3 separate regions of the Mus musculus genome follow, and regions 2 and 3 are each linked to region 1. The links are chromatin contacts, called in public promoter capture Hi-C maps. All regions are on one chromosome and are shown on one strand. The core of a region is the stretch at or near the end of the contact, and the rest is flanking DNA. Distances in the headings are between cores, read along the strand shown.

What was found. Promoter capture Hi-C pulls out the DNA fragments that hold promoters and counts their contacts.
Region 2: a contact with region 1 is called in a promoter capture Hi-C map of hippocampal neurons, with 17 times the contacts expected there. The contact joins the promoter of Neu4 here to the promoter of Panct2 in region 1. A contact is called at or near these places in 2 of 39 promoter capture datasets (hippocampal neurons and pre-B cells).
Region 3: a promoter capture Hi-C map of hippocampal neurons shows a contact between it and region 1, with 25 times the contacts expected there. The contact joins the promoter of Pdcd1 here to the promoter of Panct2 in region 1. A contact is called at or near these places in 3 of 39 promoter capture datasets (cranial neural crest, hippocampal neurons and pre-B cells).

Annotation. Positions count from the first base shown.
Region 1 is chr1:96,868,936-96,873,351 of GRCm38.p6, reverse strand. It overlaps Panct2 (pluripotency-associated noncoding transcript 2), which reads right to left and starts at 2,226. Exons shown (of 4, transcript NR_131964.1): 1 at 2,096-2,226; 2 at 962-1,162; 3 at 684-867. Slco4c1 (solute carrier organic anion transporter family, member 4C1) reads left to right here and starts at 1,181. Exons shown (of 13, transcript NM_172658.3): 1 at 1,181-1,585. The coding sequence starts at 1,243.
Region 2 is chr1:94,018,700-94,023,115 of GRCm38.p6, reverse strand. It overlaps Neu4 (sialidase 4), which reads right to left and starts at 2,623. Exons shown (of 4, transcript NM_173772.3): 1 at 2,500-2,623; 2 at 526-758; 3 at 168-423. The coding sequence starts at 726.
Region 3 is chr1:94,049,927-94,054,342 of GRCm38.p6, reverse strand. Pdcd1 (programmed cell death 1) reads left to right here and starts at 1,790. Exons shown (of 5, transcript NM_008798.2): 1 at 1,790-1,928. The coding sequence starts at 1,853.

The DNA.
Region 1 (4,416 bases), core at 977-3,476:
ATGTGTGAAGCGTATGTAACAGCAATTACACTCACTTAAAGGCCAATAACAGTGAACACAGCAGTCCTTACCTCTCTCTGCTCGTCCAGGTCCAGTGGCAATCCAGACTACTTTTTGACTCCTCAAAGTCATATATGTGGCTTACATCGCAATCACTCAACTCACTAAGTACAAAATTTACAATCCCCCCCCCCAAAAAAAAGATTTTATAAGAGAGAATTTATGGTATTCTTATAGAGTACTCTGTGTATGCATTCTTAGGGATTGCTTCCTATTGGGCTGTGAGCAGCACAGTGTTTGAGGTATTTGCCAGCTTGTCCTGGTGAGTAGACTCTTCCAGACTCCCAACAGTGTTTAGCATACGGGAAATAAATACATCCTGATGATCAGTGACTTAGTAAATAAAGAGACTGGAATGAGTGTCAATCATAAAATTGTATCAATGTTTTCAATCAGTTTTCTTGTTTCATATTGCACATTTTTTACATAATGTTCATCACTTTCACCAGAGAATGCCATGGATGTGTTTTCAAAGTTTTGTCATTCCTTCAGTTTGGAGAAACTAAAACTAAAAGGAAGGCTATGTTGCCTTGTGAATGTAGCTGATGAGGAAAGATTTGTTTCTAGGAAGGTTGGCAGGTAAAAGTACTATTATTGTTTTCATGGAATTCAAAGCAGTATACCTGAGTGCAGCCTGATTCTGGGAGCAGAGGACTCTTGCTTCAAATTAGCAGCAGAGGAAAAAGCAAAGGCAGGTCTTCCTGAAAGGTCTCCTGATGCAACGGTGTTTGCAGTTTTCATACGCCTACCCAGGGGGAACGCTGGCCCACTGACTCCCACAGTCTCTGCCACTTCCTGGTCCCTGGGCTCAGAATGAAAAACAAAAAACAAAAAACCGCTGTGCTGAGATCCCTGAAAGTGGCGCCCTCGCATACGAGATAGTGTCGCCCTGTTCTCTCACCTGGCGGAGGCCGGGTCTCACTCCCACACAGAGCATTGTGGTTGTCGCTTGGGGCGACCGGTGTAGAGCAGAGCAGCGCTGACACCTCGAGGTGCCTAGGTCCCGGAGGTCCGGGAGTGTCCGGGTAGCTGCGGTGACCGTGCAGTGACAGATGGGGAGGGCCGGGAGGCGGAGACTAGTCCGGCCTTAGGGCGCTGTCACCTGCCCAGGGGCGGAGCCAGAAAAGAAACCAGCCTTTGCCGATCGTACTCACACAGGAGTCTAGAGAACCTTTCTTGACCATGCAGGGCTCCAAAGGAATAGAGAACCCGGCTTTCGTCCCTTCCAGCCCAGGCACCCCACGCCGTGCGTCTGCTTCGCCCTCCCAGGTGGAGGTCTCTGCTGTGGCCTCCAGGAATCAGAATGGGGGTTCGCAGCCTCGGGAATCTGAGGAGCCTCAGAAGTCAACTGAGCCATCCCCGCCTTCTTCGAATCCCCCAGCTTCTGATGAGCCGCCGGGGTCACAGCTAAGCGAGCTTGAGGAGGGACCTTGCGGGTGGAGGGGCTTTCACCCCCAGTGTCTCCAGCGCTGCAACACCCCCCAAGGCTTTTTGCTTCACTACTGTCTCTTAGCCCTAACGCAAGGTAAAGTCCAGCGCCAGCTTCTGGGGGTCTTTGGCTGAGCTGATGGTTGGGTGGGGTCAAGCTTGGGGAGAGAAAGAGGCAGGTGCAGGGGAACCCACCAACTGTTCGGGTCTTTGACTCTGCTCTAGGTAACCCCCCACCCCCACTTCCCCATGCCTGGGTTTGGAACTTGAAGACGCTCTTGCCTGCGGGTGTTCGCTCTTGCCTGCGGGTGTTCGCCACATTCTGAGTGGTCCATATTTTAACACACCTCCCCCCTCCCCCTTAGCATTTTTACTAATTTTGTGTTCTGCCTCATTTTAGCAGAGTGGATTCCTCTAGGGAAGGTTCTGAGAATCCTCCTTTGGGAAAACGATAAGTCATAGTCTGTGTTTTAAAACCCTACTATCTAACTGAGATCTAGGGAAGGGATTTGTTTATTTGTTTGTTTTTACAGAGGGAGGATTAAAGGCTTTGCAAATAGGAGTGGACTGATTTTCCAAAAGGAGGAACGAGGATAGAAGTACTTACATTATGTAGCGTAGATTAGATGTAGGTAATCTTATTTTCTCGATATTTGAGAATGTGGGGACAAGCGCAGTCCTGTGAGTAAATGAGAGAAGGCTTCCAGCTGTGCAGGGTGAACCTTAATCAGCTCTTCAGTCTCAGGAGTTATCGAGTGTCTGTTTGTTCTAGGAGCCCTTTTAAACTCCCTTGGGACTAGCAGATTAAGCCAAGATTTATCCCCCCTGGAGTTTACAATCTAAACGGAGGTTCCTTGAGTGTGGTGGAGGGAGCGAGGGAGGTGTTTTTTGAAAAGGAAGCAGAAAGGAAGAAGTTGAAGTTGCTGGGTTTGCTTTCAACTCAAGGGATAGAATGAAGGGGAAGTTCTTCTAAGAAGACTATCTGAGGAGGGATGGGCTAAAAGTGGAACAGTTTGAAGGACCTGATGAAATTTAAGTTGAATTTGGTATGCAGACATTTTTGGTATAATCCCAAACTTTTTGTAATAGTCAAGGATAGGTTGAAAGGAATGAAACCCAAGAGTCAGTGGAGGGTTACTGGAAATGTTTCTCTGCTAAATTAATAGAAAACTAAATTGAAGTCTCTCATCTCCTGTTCTTATTTTATTTCTGTTTCCCCTACTTCAAGACACCCAGTTCCTCTTCTTCTTTTCTTTCTTCACCCTCTGGGTGCTAGGTAAATATTTGTTGACCCTAAGTAGGGTTCAGCTCCTTTTCCTGAAGGTTTTTGCTGTAGTTGAATTCCTTTCCTTATTGCAACATGGTTTCATTCTAGTTGATCTTGGTTGTAGTTAATCCCAAAGTAATGATAGTAGAGGATAGTTGCTAGAGCTGTATAGAATTAAAAAATAAAATATACCTTGTGTTTTACCTTAGATTTTATTCTGCGATGTCTGTTACTCCAAGAGATTTTATATTCAACATAAACTATTGTTTTAAACTATTATTGAAAAGAATTGGTACTCTCAGAGGGAAAATTGTGTCTACTTCAGTTTAAAGCATCATTTACTCTAGTTTAAGAAAAATAACCTGAGAAGAAAATACCCCAATATATTAGTTTATGCCCAAATTGAGGTTTCAGTAGCTGGATGTGTATTGTGTATCTTCTTATAGATATTTGCAAAATGAAGGTCTACTGTAAAAGTAGTGATATCTGTGACTATTTATTATTTATTTTTATTTCATTTTCACTTTATTTATTTACTTATTTGTAAAAGTTTTTTTCTGTGTAGTCTGGATATCCTGGAACTCATTTTGTAGGCCGGACTGGCCTCTAACTCACAGAGACCCCACATCCTGGGATTAAAGGCATGCATCATCAGGCCTAGTGTGACTAATTTTTAATTAGAGTTATAGTAGGTATATTGGAAGGTTGACCTTTGGCGTTTGGGTGAGAAATGTTTCATGTTATCAGGTAACTATGTCTTTGTGAAAGTCGTTTTTAGGTGCTTTGCACATTTCATTTTACAATCTTCAAATTGCTCACTGGTTTATAGTCTCTAAAAGGAGCCACAGACAAACACGATTTTAGGACCTTGAAAGGTATGATATCAATTTTGTTAAAGTATATTTTCAGTCACAGTCTTTTTTTGTTTTTTGTTTTTGTTTTTGTTTTGTTTTGTTTTGTTTGTTTTGTTTTTGTTTGTTTGTTTGTTTGTTTGTTTTTGAGACAGGTTTCTCTGTGTAGCCCTGGCTGTCCTGGAACTTACTCTGTAGACCAGGCTGGCCTCAAACTCAGAAATTTGCCTGCCTCTGCCTCCCAAGTGCTGGGATTAAAGGCATGCGCCACCACGCCTGGCTCAGTCACAGTCTTGATAAAGCAAAAGTACAGACTGTTGATATTATGAAATGTTTATGTTCACCCCAGTGAATGATGAACATAATACATAGTAACTCATAAGCATAATCAGCGAAAACTTTTCATTGCTTTTGGATTTTCACTTATCTTCACATTTCTGTTCCTATGGATTTAACTTAGGACATCTTGATATCAGTCACCACTGGACACTCACTCAGCCTTCTTTACCTGCTAGTCCTTCATTTCTCTTAGTAGAGGCAGGTGGACTGTACATAGCCTTTTCTTCCATATTTTACTTTGAATATGATGTAGAACATTGGTGGTCAAAACGATGCCCACGTTTTTGTTTATTTTTAATCCTGGCTCTTTGAAATCATCCATCTAAAATGGTCCTGGTGAACCAACCTATATTCCCAGCACCTGAGTACCCAAGCCAGTAAGATTGTTGATTCTAGGTGAGTCAAGGGACTTCAAAGAACCATATCTCAAAGTGCGTGAAGGAGGCTTTAGCATTTGTGAAAGTGTTAGAA
Region 2 (4,416 bases), core at 1,374-3,873, 2.9 Mb after region 1:
TCTCAGGGGAGGTGGGGCAGGAAGCTGGAGATAAGAGAGACAGAATGGTCCACCAAATGGTGGATTGACCCAAGCAAAGGACAAGCCCAAGTCCACTAGAGTCCACACCCATCTTTCCCCGTCCGCCCCACCCCAGCAGCCCATCCCACACATCAGATGTCACCTACCCTGCAATGCAGCACCAATGGCTTCCTCAGTGAGATCTCGAACACTGCCCCAGGTGAGGCCAGCGTCACAGCTGGTCACACAGCAGAGGCGAGCAGCGTTCTTGCCAGTGGCGATTTGCACGGCCTCCGGTGTGTGGCCCAGCACGGCAATGAAGAAGAGGAAGATGGTACCAGAGTGCTCATCCAGCACCGGGCAAGGGTTCATAGACCTGTGCTCCTCCAGTACTGCAGTCTCCAGTACACTCAGAGTGCCCCACTGAGGGAAGAGAAGCAGATGGTTGAGACTTCTGGAGCCTGGCCTCAGTCTCCAGGGAGATCTATAGAGCTGGGCTCAGTTTCCTCTGCACCTAACACTCACCCGCACTGAGCCCCTGGTCAGCGTGCCCCTCCGTAGCACCAGGCGGTGGGCATGGGAGTCATCAGGGCTAAGTCGCTGTTCCGCGAAGGCCAGCAGAGTAGGCCTGGGAGGCACACAGAGTAACGCAGGCACACGGTAGGTCAGGCCCGTCCTTTCCCTCTGGAAGAGCACCGTTCTCCTGGGAACACGCGTGGGCCCCATAACCTTCCAGTAGGAGCAAGGTACCAGGGAGTCTGTTGGGGAGGAGGCTTCACAAGTTTACATGGCCACAGGCACGACCCATGCCCACCTGATCATCTTTTTAAAATTATTTTTTATTAGATATTTTCTTTATATACACTTCAAATTTCAAATGCTATCCCGAAAGTTCCCCATACCCTACACCCCCCTCATTCCCCTACCCGCCCATTCCCACTTCTTGGGCCCTGGCGTTCCCCCACCCCCACCCCTGTACTGAGGCATATAAAGTTTGCAAGACCAATGGGCCTCTCTTCCCAGTGATGGCCGACTAGGTCATCTTCTGATACATATGCAGCTAGAGACATGAGTTCCGGGGGGTTCTGGTTAGTTCATATTGTTGTTCCACCTCAGCTATTGGATGGATCACAGGGTCACCTGATCATCTTAATGGCGCTTTCTATCTGCCTCAGCCCAGATTTCTCACAACCCATCCCCAGGCCCCTCACTACCACTGTACCCCAAATGTCTATGAATCTGGCCCCTCCCTCCTTTCTAAGCTTCTCCTTTGCTCGGCTAGCTAGTGCTGGGGAGCTGGGCAGAGAAACCATGCCCTGCCAGCTGGTGTGTCCTGGACACTCATCTTCATGGAACTCACCCAACAAGAGTTCTGGACAAAATCAGACCAAAAAAAAAGTTAGGGAGAAGTATTCAGTGTCAACACCTGTGGTATGTGAGACCAGACATCACACAGCAGGGGCAGATGAACCCTGGCACCTACCCACATGGAAGCAGAAGGGAGCTCCAGCAGTCTCCATGGCGAATAGCTTCAGACACAGGAGATGCACAGCAGAACAGCCCTTACCTGCAGCATACATACCCCCAAGTAGTTCTCATAAGCGCCAGAGAGATTACCAGGGGACGGGGTCGATCAAAAGGCAGAAAAAGAAAAGCCAAGAAAAGCAGAGAAGCCCTAGCTTAGCCCTAAGTGGATTCCTCCCTGTCAGAGCAGGGTCAGTGTGAGGCTGAGAAGGTAGAGGATTGGTGGACAGAATTCCAGAACTGGGAGGATGCGGCGAACAAGGAAGGACTAAGGCCTCCCCTCATGATCATCTACTGTCCTGCCTCCTACTCTATACCCTGCCATTTCCTAACCTCACCCACAAGCCAAGGATCAAGTAGGCATCAATCAGTCTCTGTGCGATCAGAAACCTGCTTATGAACACCTTACCCCTTCTTGTCCATACAGCTACCCCCTTCCCCATGCATCCCCATCGGTGGGTCCCTGGACCGAGTGACAGCTAGAAAATACTTCCACATGGAACTGGAGCCACCAGAGGATGGCAGTCCCAGAGAATATTTTCTCCCCACTTAGCCTCCCACACAGAACGACCTATTAGAGGTATGTTGGGGGCATGAACCGAATCTGCCAGAGACTGCTGTCTGATTGGCACCATGGCAGACCAGAAAGTGAGTGTATATAGCTGATGGGGAAAAAGAGCAGCGTCTGCTTTACCTGCAGGACATGAACAGTTAGAGCCCACTGCCATCTAGGCCAGACCACCACCAGCCAAACAGCTCATGGTCAGGCTCCCCAGGCCAGGACATAGCCAGACACACAGCCCACACCAGCCACTCCTGACCAGCCTACCAAGAGCCACACAGAAGAAACTAGCTCAGAACACCAAGAGGAGGCATCTTAGCATAGCACCTGGACAAAGATTAAGTCTCAGTAGGAACTTAGTATGACCTCACAGATTGGAACACAAGATAGACAAGTAGAAGACAGTCACTCACGTAAAGCAATATCAGGCTCCGCAGACCACCGAGGGCTGTGCTGACCACCACTAGAGCCAAGCCTTAGGTCCTCTGGGTCTGCCAGGCACAGTCTGGGCCACAAGCTCCGTGATGCACACTGTCCTGTTCAACCACTAATAGCTCTGGGGCTTCTGAGAAGCCTCCTGTCTCCTAGAAGACCCCAGCTCTGCACTCAAAGGGTGATTGTACCCAAGTAGAAGCAGGTGCGGAGAGCCACGCGTCCGCTCAGACCGAACAGGCACAAGAGAGACATTCTCTGTCTATTTGGATGGTTTCCCAAAGTCTAGGACCACAAGAACTGTGAATTCAGCCTGCTGGGAGCCTGATCCCACTCCCCAGCCTGGAAACAGAGCAGGACCCAAAGAAGCCCCAGATACCCATTGTACATAGGGTAAACTGAGAGCTATGAAGGGGACAGGGCTGTCAAACATTAAAGGCATCCTTTTCTGAGATTGCTCTGGGTTTCCATAGAGACCTCCATCAAAGAGCAGGACCTCCCCCATACCACTGCCCAAATGGCCCATTCAGGAAGTACCAGGGACAGGGATTGTCCAGGAGTACGGTGTTTCTGCACAGACTCATGCCATCCCAAGTGAAGTCTTCCTTAGGTGAAGGATCACCGAGAGAAAATTGAAGCTTTTCAGCTCTGGCAGAAATAGTACAGCTTGACCTGGGCAACCTATTGCCCTAGAACACCAAAGCCAGGCCAGGCCTTTGCCTCACACCCTTACAGACCACGCCATGTTTGAACTTGTCAGCTTCATACCAGGGAAGTCAGATTCCCTTCTTCGGGTCCTTGGCCAGTTAGAAACCATCAGAGATCAGGGGTTTTTCTCTTAAACTCTAATAAAATTGTCTTAGAAATTCCCTGAGTCCATTGTTAAGTTCTTTTGTGAATTTTTTTAAAGATTTATTTATTTTATGTGAGTACACAGCCACTGTCTTCAGACACACCAGAAAAGAGCATCAGATCCCATTACAGATGGTTGTGAGCTACCTTTTGGTTGCTGGGAACTGAACTCAGAATCTCTGGAAGAGCAGCCAGTGCTCTTAACCACTAAGCCATTTCTCCAGCCCCATGAATTTTTAATTAAATTAAATTAATCTAACTAATGAATTGATGAGAAAGAATTTTATAAATTCTTTTTAATGAAACTAAGAGGTCAATGAAGGCATCCCAGTTTTCCCAGTAACATGACAATAATGAAGAGACTCTAAGAATGCTCCTTTTGATGTGTATTATATTGGCAAATTGTGATGTGCAGCGTAAGCTCACTGAGAAATTGGCTCTGGAAGCAGGGCCACCCTTCATTTCAGGAAAGAAAATAACAAAACTGGCCAAGAATGAATGCATTATTGAGAATAGCTGGAGGTAAATCATTTCCAACTGAGGTTATTTTTTTAAGATTTAGTCTAATTATGCATATGAGTATGTCTGTATGTGGGCATATACACATGAGACAACGCATACATAATCATATACAAAGATGGATTTTAAGAGTATATGTGTAAAAATCTTTCACTTATTTTTATAACTTGTCAGGTTTTTAAAAGATTTATTTCTCTCTCTGTGTGTGTGAGAGAGAGAGAGAGAGAGAGAGAGAGAGAGAGAGAGGAGAGAGGACTTGCATGCATGCTCCTGTGGATGCCTATAGAAGCCAGAAGAAAGCATTGGATCACCTGGTGGTGGAGTTATAGGCTGTGTGAGCCACCTCATGTAGGTACTGGAACCTAACCCTGATCCTCTACAAGAGCAGTATGTGCTTAATGGCTGAGCTCTCTCTCTAGGTCTCATTGTCAATTTTAAGTTAGACATTGGTTTGATTTTTTTTCCCTCCCATAGTGTTAAGCAGTTAAAATCTCAAATTGATCTTGGTGAGGTTGTCTAGGCTTAAA
Region 3 (4,416 bases), core at 541-3,040, 2.8 Mb after region 1:
ATTGCAGGATAGTATATGTGTTTGAGATTGTGTGGGCTCTATCATGTGTGCTGGGGATTGCATGTGTGTGGCTATTGGCATAGGGAAAGTAATTAGGGCTACCCCAGCAACAGCCTTGCTCCTCACCACACTGCTAGGGAGGAAAGGAGAAAGTAAGGACCAGAAGAAGGTACAGCAGAAGGGGAAAAGAGAAAGATAGGCAGAGGTCCTTTCACTCTCCACGGAAAGATATTCCAGTACCTGCAGGCCTGAGGTGTTGTGGAAAGCAATAGGGATGTGCTGACAGCCTGCTGCTCGGGCTCCTGCTCCTCTCCAGTCCTCATGATCTGCTCTGTATAGTCTGAGTCCCATAGGAAGATTCTAGATAGAACATCAGAGCAAGGCAGGGTGGAATCTGTCCAGAATTCACAATAGGCTCATAGCCAGTATCTAATCACCTAGCCTTGACAGGGGTCTTGCTACCCTGAGCATGCCAGAAAGACATAAAGGTATAAAGGAGGCTCTGTAACAGCCAGGCGTGGGGAGGGGATCCCCCTAGCTTCTGCCCACAGGCCCCATGCTGAGACTGGAGGCGGCCAGTCTGTGCCTCACACTCTTTTTCCATTTCTGTGCTGTTCAAAGTAATGTTTCCTTCCCCACCAAGCTAGTGCCTCTGAACCTGGGTGGCTGAGGCAGTTGCCAGATGGTTTCCAGGCGGGCTGCCTATTTTAGGGTGGTGAGACCCACACATCTCATTGCTAATATTAGCAGTTTCGTTTTCCCTTTTTTTCCCATTCACTGTGGCGAAACACAGAGAGCAGAATGATTAAATCATCAGAATGCCCCAGAAATGACTAGCCAGCCAGGTACTATGCATGCACACAAGTCGGCCCACCCCACCTAATCCCAGAGAGACAAGCAGGAGGTGAGGTGGGCCTCCACCTCCTAGGGACTGAGGAAAGTTGACTGGGAAAGACCTAGAAATTGAGTCTACCCCAGCCTGGTGTTAGGTTTTTCTCAGGGGAAGAGAAAGATGCAGGGCAGCAGAGCTAGCAAACCTAAGACAACTATAGAAGCAGAGAAAACAGTGAGATCCGGGCAGCAGATCCAGCATCTTGAAAGGAAGAAAAGCCTTAAGAGAAAGCAAGACCAGGCCCAGGGTCTTTCTGAACCTACAGGGGTGTCTGGAGAGGAAAGGCATCGTCTCGGGTCCTAGGAAATGTTCACTATAGCCCTTCGAGGCCTCCTCTGACCCATCAAACGGGAGCATGTGGGATAGCTGGGCTCTTGCTCCTCAGTAGTAAAGGACTAAGGCATAGCTCAGGGCATTCAAGGCCACGCATGGCAGACAAGGTAGGGGAGGGTCCAGCTTGCCCTCGCTGCGGCCATAGGTACCAAAGCCAGGCCTCGACACCCACCCTCCAAAGGGACAAGAGTCTGGCCCTAGTTTCAGTCTCTCTCAGCCCTGGGAGCTAAGGCTCGATCGGGGTACCAGGAATGGAAAAGACCAAACCTACCCACAAGAGGGGCTAGAAATGGAGAGGACCCCATAGCAGGACAAGAGGCAAGGACAGCTAGTCAGAGAGAACCCCCCCTCTCTGCTCCCCAATCTCTCACTAGTCCCTTACCTGCTCCTCCCAGGCATCGTTCCCTCCCACTCCCCTCCCCCTTCCATGCCCCTCCCCCACCTCTAGTTGCCTGTTCTCCCACCCTTGTGGAGGTGGAGGAAGAGGGGGCGGGAGCCAAGAACAGGTCTCCTCCCTCCAACATGACCTGGGACAGTTTCCTTTCCGCTACAGACAACTCTGCCTGAGCAGCGGGGAGGAGGAAGAGGAGACTGCTACTGAAGGCGACACTGCCAGGGGCTCTGGGCATGTGGGTCCGGCAGGTACCCTGGTCATTCACTTGGGCTGTGCTGCAGTTGAGCTGGCAATCAGGGTGGCTTCTAGGTATGTGGCTCCTAGGGATGTGGGATCAATTGGGGTTGGTGGCTGGGGCAGGGCTTGAAGAAACGTTCACCCTCGGTTCCTATTACTGGAGGGGAGGAACACCTGTGTCCCTGGTTACACGGATTGGCTCCTGGTTACACAGATTGGCTTTAGGTGGGTTTTACAGGTGAAATGCCCCCTGGGGCTCAAAATCCACCCCCTCCTTGCTTTTAGACAGACAGAACATTTATCTAACGTCAGTTGATCTTCTGTGTCCCTCTCTGTGAAGCGATGGTAGGTCTGAACAGAGCTCTGACCTCAGCCACTGCTTCAGGATTCTGGCAGGCCCTGGTATCCTTGGCCTTTCTCTATGTTTTTCTATGGTTGGGGACATCCCTACATGGAGCCTGCCCTACACACTGTATAGATGACTGAAGATCCAAGAGTATAATCAGCTGTCTACCCTCATGGACAAGCTTCCCGTGCTAGCATTTCTGGGGGACTCCCGAGTTCATATCCCTGGCCTCATAGCATCCTGGGGGTGGGGGGTGTGTGAAACGGAGAGGTCCAGGAATCCTGCTCAAATTCCTCACAGTGAAAACACAGCTCCCTGTACTCCTTACTCCTCACTACCCTGTACCCCTTGGCCCCTGCCCACCCTCTGGACTGAGCCAACCTTCACTGAGAACCTGGTCCTGGGACCAGAGGGAACTTTGTTTCTCCTGGATGTCAACAAACTCCTAGGTCAGAGCTACACCTGCGGCGCATGGAATTGTGGCCTAGACAAGCTTATACTCTTGTGCTGCCTTAACATCTTTGACCTGCAATGATGTTCCTTTGCTCATATGACGTCCCAGTCACCTTCACCCCAGCCTCTTCACTACCGTGAAAACAGGATGGGACTGGGAGCTGGGTGCTGGGTGCTTACCACCACAGGCCCTCTCCTGGGTTGCAGGCTAAGGCTGGTTGGGAAGCCAGGGACATTTTCCCTCCACGTACCCTCTTAAGATAGCCCATGGTTTGCTGTCAAGACTGGATGGAGGAAACAGACCTGAACATGGTAGATGGTCTGAGGCCCTAGGGTGAAAGATGTCCCTTGGGGAAACCTTGTCAGGAAACCCACGGAGCAAAGTCGGAAGGATTATGTGTCATTGGAGAGAAGCAACTGAGACAGAAAGGGGACTATGACTCACTCTGGTGACCTGGCACACTGGGCATGTCCGCAAATGAAGCTTTGATGAGACAATATGGAGATACAGATGTATTTATGCAGGCCTACTGTAGATTGTCTCTGACAAATGTCTCAAAGTGGCATGCCTCCTTCACGACCTGAATAGCTCAACGTGGGACACCTCACAGGCCAGTGCCATTTGGCAGCCGTGGACCTTTAGTCTAGTGCATTTCTTCCCTCCTGATTGGCCGCCCTTCTTTCTCTCTGTTAGTCCCACAGACAGTCCCTCTCATGCTGACTGTTTTAAAAGTCTCCCAACCTCAACAGCGGCTGTCTAGTGTCTAAGATGAGCAAAATTCAGGCTCAGAAATGGATCATCTCATACTCAGACTAAAGACAGCCATAGTGGATCGTGCCCATCAAAGTTCAAGACCAGTCTGGGCTGCCTTATAGGAAGAAAAAAAAAAAAAAAAAAAAAGTTAGTCCATAAAACCATTGGTGAGCATGGTGATCTTGGGCTTGTCTAATGTTCAGACAGCCCTGATTCAGAGTTTATGGGTACATTTTTCCCAGTTGTGTCTAAGGAACACTATCAACATGTGTGCTGGACCTCTGGCTCTTACAGCCTGATCACACACTCTTCTGTGATTTTTCCCTGAGCTTAGGGGTTCCATTCCAAATATACCAGTCAGTCTCTTTAGCATTTTCTCATTCACATTTTTTCCTTTTGTTCTTTTGTTGTTGGGGGGCTTGATTGTTTTGTTTTGTTTTGTACCTTATGGTGTATGGCCTGTGTGTATGTGCATCATGTGTGTGTCTGATGTCTGTAGAGGCCACAAAAAAGCATTGGCTTCCCTGGAACTAGAGTAATAAATATATGGTTGTGAGGTGCCGTGTGGGTGCTGGAAATTGAATCTGGGTCCTCTGGAAGATCAGCCAGAGCTCATAACTGCTGAGGTATTTTTCTAGCCTATAACTTGGTGGAAACAAGTATTGCCTTGGCCATGAGATTTACTCAGACCATCTGTCAAAACTGCCAAACATATCCTCAGACACATTTCTTAAAGTCAGATTTGCTTTTTTGTAATTTATACCTTTGAAAAATATATATCATGTACATATATGTGTATACACACCTGTGTGTGTGTGTGTGTGTGTGTGTGTGTGTGTATATATATATATATATATATATATATATATATATATATATATAAAACTTATGAAATCCATCTAGCTTTGCTCATGTGTACACATGTTCAGGGTTGACCGTTTGGGACTGGACAACCTATGTGGGAATTCCATGTCTCTAAGGCAACTGATCCTCCCTCTGTCATTAGC